2 separate regions of the Capra hircus genome follow, and region 2 is linked to region 1. Evidence: chromatin contacts called from public Hi-C data. All regions are on one chromosome and are shown on one strand. The core of a region is the stretch at or near the end of the contact, and the rest is flanking DNA. Distances in the headings are between cores, read along the strand shown.

Region 1 (2,747 bases), core at 172-2,671:
CATGGGATTCTCTAGGCCAGAATACAGGACTGGGTAGCCATTCCCTTCTCCAGGGGATCTTCCCAAACCATGGACTGAACCCAGGTCTTCCACATTGCAGGCAGATTCTTTGCCCTCTGAGCCACCAGGGAAGCCCAGGAATACTGGAGTGGGTAGCCTATCACTTCTCCAGAGGATCTTTCTGACCCAGGAATCCAACCGGTGTCTCCTGCCTGTTTGGGAAGAAGCCATTCCCCAGGGGGAAGGGTTGAACTGTTGGGAGGGGGATTCAAGGACTGGCTGGGGTGAAGCCAGGCGGCCGAAGCCTCACGAGCTGCACGGGGAACTCAGGCAGGGCCTCTGGGAAACTGAATGCCAGGCAAATCGCCCATCTAGTCTGAAGGTCTGTGGCCTGGCTGGTGAGCCACGAGCCGTGGCCGCTATGTGTACAGTCGCTAGAGCTGGACCAAGTGAGGCCTTTCCTTGGCTAGGAAGGGACCACTGGAGCAGGCACTGAATTCCCGACAGTGAGAACAATGGGTATCCGCACAGCACTTTCCCAGCTGTTTCTCACTTTTCTTCCACCATATCCGGGCAGGCCCTTAGGAAGCTGTGTTCACACTTGGGGCTGAAGGGTACCCAGGGGCAGCAGCCCCCCTCAACGTGAGGGTTCAGAGTGATGCCTGTGGTCATGTCCCAGGCATACCTGCTGCTTACTGCCCCGCTGATCCTGGGCAAGCCTTCGGTGCCTCAGTCTCCCCTTCTGTAAAATGGGAGCGACCACATGCCTTCCTTGTGGGGTTGCTGGAAGGAGTCATTAAGAAGATTCGAGTAAAGCTGCCTCTGGCATACAATAGGTGTTCAATAAGTGTTAGTGTGACAGTGATGCTGCAGAGAGGTTGATGGTGAGCTGCACATGCGCATGGGTGAGGGTGTGCACATGGGTGAGGGTGTGCACATGGGTGAGGGTGTGCGCATGTGCACGGCGTTGGTTTGGCAGCTGTGTGGCTACATGTGTGCGTGCCAGAGCTCCTGTGGACAGTGTTAGGCATCCACATCAACGTGATGTGTGTGTTTATGTGCACAAGTGGGCCAAGGGGCACAGCTGGGCCAAAGGAGGGCCATTCCTGGGGCCAGCCCCTTCCTCCTCTATTAACTGGAAATTAGCTGCTTCTATGACCCTGTTGACCAAGCCTTCTGCACCCTCATCTCCTGCAGAGGCCCAGAGAGCTCAAGGCTTTGCTCCAGGGTGGCCCAGTGAGCTGGGAGTGGCAGGATGGGACCAAGGGCCCTTTCTCCTTAATTGGAGGGCAGGCCTGAGTCTGGCAGAGAGCTCGCCCACGCGGAAGCCAGGACTTCCTGCCTCTGGGCCCCACATTCCTTGCGCCCTCCATCAACTGTCCGGGAGAACAATGGGTCAGAGGATTTGCCTTCTGCGGGGCAGGAAGGTGGGTCCGGGGCTGCATCTTGATGGGGTAAACAGACCCGGCTCAGGCCACAGCCTCAGGCAGTGTGGCGGCAGGACCAGAACCCAGCCAGCCTGGGATGTCTGCCTCCTGCCTGCGCTGGCCCGGCCCATTTCCAGTCCCCTCAGCCATCTCTAGACCCCACCGCTTGTGGCTTGAGGTGGCCGTTGTGGCCCCAGTCCAGCCAGGGGATGAGGAGTCTGGGCTGGCCCTGGGGAAGGAGCCATCCAGGAAGAGCTCAAGGCAGATTGGGTGAAACTGAGGCAGCTAGTGGATGTCTTGGGGGTCCCACAGCCTCACCCATCTGCCATGCCCCTGAACCAGGAGAGAACCAAGAGAAGCTCTACCAGCCCAAAGCAACCCTCCCCGGCTCCTGGGCTCAAGCTGGCCCCCACAGGGGTATCTCTGAGCCTGGTAGTGCTCAGTTTACATAAAATTCTAACGAGGATGCTGGCGGGAAAGGCAGGGCGGTGCTGCGGCGATCCTGCCAGTGGAGAGGAGCAAACTGGGAATCTGTTGGTCTGTGTGGATGACTTCAAGGCTCAGGCTGTTTCTGTAGCCCCCTGTGTCTGAGTATCTGGCCATCGTCAGGGGTTCCCCTGCCCTGGGCTGAGGAACCCCCTCTGAGAACAGCTCCTCCCAGTCTATTTGTACTTCTGGAAAAGTTTCCTTCCGCTTGTGAGTCCTGGCTGGGGTCACTCACAGGAAACATATGGCTGGAGAGAAGGAAGACTGGAGTCAGGGTGGTGAGGTTTGGGGAGGGGTCCAGACTCCTGGTGACAAGGGAGGCTGGGTGGGGGTTGTCTGCTGCCCCTGCCACCGCGTAGGCCAGTGCTGCCGGGCTCGGCTCTGGGCCGGTCGCGCTGGCCCTCCCTCACTGTGACGGGGGAGGGTCACACACAGTCTTGCCACATCACACCTCCGTTCCCACGAGTCTGCTGTTTGGTGCTAGTTCCTGCTGATGACCACCATCTTTTGCTCTTTGGGACAAGGTCCAAGCTCCTCAGCCTGGTATTTAAGGCCCTGCTGCCCCCTCCTGCCCTGCTCCTCACCCTGCAGCTCTGGCCCTCTGCAAGCACAGTGCTCTGTCAGGCCACAAGACCTTGGCACTTGCCAGACCTGTGGAATTCCACCTCCCAAAGCACCTCTAGATCTTCCAGCTCCCTGAAACTCAATCCGAACTTCATCTTCTCCATGACAAACAACAATAAAGAATAGAGTTTCCTTTTCTTTGAAAAATCAAAACAGCTTTATTGAGCTTTGTTTATTTTTTAAAAGTTTTATTGAGGAGCAATTAATGCA
Region 2 (2,747 bases), core at 163-2,662, 110 kb before region 1:
TTACTGTGTGTCCTACACCATGCTTGGTACTTTTCATGTACTAGTTCATTTATTTCTTATGATGGCCCATGATGGGAACTCCAATTAACAGGTAGAGAAACTGGACCTCAGAGAGGTTAAGTGATTTGTCCAGTGTCACACAGCCCACACAGAGGGACCCAAGTCAGTGGGCAGCCAAAGCCCTGTGCTCTTAGGCAAGATGCTAGTCTGTGGCTAACAGGCACTGTGAGACAGAACTCATGTTTTCGGGATTTTGCTAAAGTGAAAATTTCCTCTCCCTAAAATTGAGCTTTGCTTCCTCCTGGCCACCTTATATGTAGCAAGGTAGACCATAACCTAAGTCTTATTCAGGGTGAAAGTATATCAACAGCTAAACATTGCATGTCATGGTTAGCTAAACTAAGCCTTTAAATAGCTAAACATCCCTGGGTCAGGAAGATTCCCTGGAGAAGGAAATGGCAACCCACTCCAGTATTCTTGCCTGGAAAATCCCATGGACAGGGAAGCCTGGCAGGCTATAGTTCATGGTGCCGCAGAGTCAGACACGACTGAGCACAAATATTGCTAAGTTTTGAGGGGCTGGCAGGGGTCCACTATTAGAGGATCTAGAAAGTCAAAAGACCATTCTTGGGTTTTCCCTGATGTCCAGTAGTTAAGACTCCATGCTCCCAATGCGGGGGCCCAGAATCCATCCCTGGTCAGGAACTAGATAACAGCTGGAGATTCCATGTGCGGCAACTAAGACCAAGCGGAACTAAATTAGGGGAAAAGGCTGTCCTTTATCTCCAGGGCAAAGAGGAGACGTCCAGGGGCCGAGGTCCAAGTGTTTTAGGGGCGCCCTCTGGCTGAAGAAAGGGATAGTGTATGTGTATGTTTGTCGCTCAATCGTGGCTCTTTGCCACCTCTGTCCATGGAATTCTCCAGGAAAGAGCACTGGAGTGGGTTGCCATTTCCTTCTCCAAGGAATCTTCCCAAGAAAGGGATATGTCATAAACACAAGAAGGCTGCTGCCAGGCTCCAAGTGAGCGTGGAGAGAGGGTGGAGCGGTGTGTAGAGCAAAGGGCATGCGTGGAGCATGGAACGTGAGTGGGCGAGCGTGGGGCGTGCGTGGAGCGTGGGGCGTGCGTGGCGTGTAGATGGAGCGTGGGGCGTGCGTGGAGCGTGGGTGGAGCGTGGAGGAGGTTGAAGCCCAGACTCCCGGGCTCTGAGTGGAGCCAGGCTCAACTGAAAGCTCTTGACGGTGAGCTGTTCCTGAGAGAGTTCCTCCGCGCGCCAAGCTGAAGTACTGTGAGCACGCTGCAGAAACAGCCCTGGTGCTCTCCCGACTCTGCGCATGGGGTCCTGAGGCTCCTGTCGGGGCTGGGATGGTGCCTGGGTCCGTGGGCCACCGCCGGGCCAGGCAGAAGCCAGCGCTTGCGCCTCCGGACTCCTGCTCCAGGCTGCGACTGGGAACCACTGGTGAGTCAGGCCCTCAGTGACCCCGGCCTGGGGTTGGGGCCGAGTCTGGCGCTTGCCTCCTCTCTGTGTGAAATCATGGCCACTCCCATTTACAGGACACTGAATCTTGGTGGGCTGAAGTTTGTCCACCTGCTTTTGTGGCAGAGCTGGGAGAACTGGGCTACATTCCTGGTTCAGCCAGTTACCCTCTGTGTGACCTTGGGCATGTTCTCTGCTCTCTCTGGACCTGCTCACTGTTTGTCTGAAAGATGTTTATTCTTGGATCTTGAATTGTTCTTCCTGAAGGGTGAAGTAAAGGGGTAGGGAGGAGGTGGGAGCCCAGTGAACGCAATGGGGGAGGCAGTGAGATCAGAAGATTGCTCTTGCAGTCTGAAGCCACCTAGGACCACTGGCAAAGGAAGGGCACCGAGGCACCGAAGGTGCTGAGCCACCGTCTTTAGTTCTCCAGTCCTGCCCATATCTTCGGAGATGCTGGCTGGAGGAAGAAGGGGGCTGCGGACAGAGTTCTGACTGATAGTCCCCGTCACAGAAAATTCTGAACACATTTGTCATGGGTCCCCTTCCCTAAGTCTGGCCTCAGAAGTGCACTTCTTCTCCACTGCTGAAGCCACCAGGGTGAGGCTGTGAAGTCATTGGAGAGAATCTGGGGAAGAGGATTCAGGCGCTGTCTTTTCTTTGCTCACCAATGGCTGGTCCCAGCCTCCCAGCTAGGGTAGGGGGACACGGCAGGGCAGGCTCACTATACGTGGGCGCTTCTGAGTCCTATCCCCTTCTTTTTTTTGGGCAACTTCTCAGCCCACTTGGAGATACCTATCCTCTTGTCACCAGGAGACTGTGATGGAGAGAGATTAGGGCACTGGGGGCAGGTCAGGAACATCCACACAGGGGCTGGGTCTTGCAGGATGAACCAGCAGAACGAGAGCAGGGGAGGGAGGAAGGGGCCTGGGCAGGAGTACAGAAGGGTGAGGTCGCAGAAGAGCTCAGGGAAGGAGGAGGTGCTCCTGGGGTGAGGCTGCGGGCTGCCACATGAACACCGGCATTATGAGGCTGGGGAAATGGCTGCTTGGCGTTCAGGATTCTTCTTACAACGGAAATGTATCTCTGCAAGATGTCAAGGCCCTGACATGTTTCACTTGGCTGTTTGAGGCATTACAAGTGGGGCAGGTTATAGTGGAAACTGAGGATTAGAATGTGAAGTCATCCACCCCTCCATTAATTCACTCAACCAACCGTTTATCCACCCTCCCATGTATTTATGTATCTAGGCATCTACTCAGGATCCACTTGAT

Evidence for each region. A called contact is a pair of places that touch in the nucleus more often than the background predicts.
Region 2: a Hi-C map of liver shows a contact between it and region 1, with 3 times the contacts expected there. The contact joins two enhancer-like sites. A contact is called at or near these places in 2 of 5 Hi-C or Micro-C datasets (blood and liver).

Annotation. Positions count from the first base shown.
Region 1 is chr18:35,387,090-35,389,836 of ARS1.2, reverse strand. No RefSeq gene overlaps it. Among named protein-coding and RNA genes, the nearest start is that of CDH5, 6.8 kb to the left of the region's middle. Within about 2 kb of position 1,421, at least 2 of the 5 cell types and tissues checked have an H3K27ac peak or open chromatin away from gene starts, as enhancers often do.
Region 2 is chr18:35,494,731-35,497,477 of ARS1.2, reverse strand. All of the region lies in intron 2 of BEAN1 (protein BEAN1), which reads right to left. Among named protein-coding and RNA genes, the nearest start is that of BEAN1, 26 kb to the right of the region's middle. Within about 2 kb of position 1,412, at least 1 of the 5 cell types and tissues checked has an H3K27ac peak or open chromatin away from gene starts, as enhancers often do.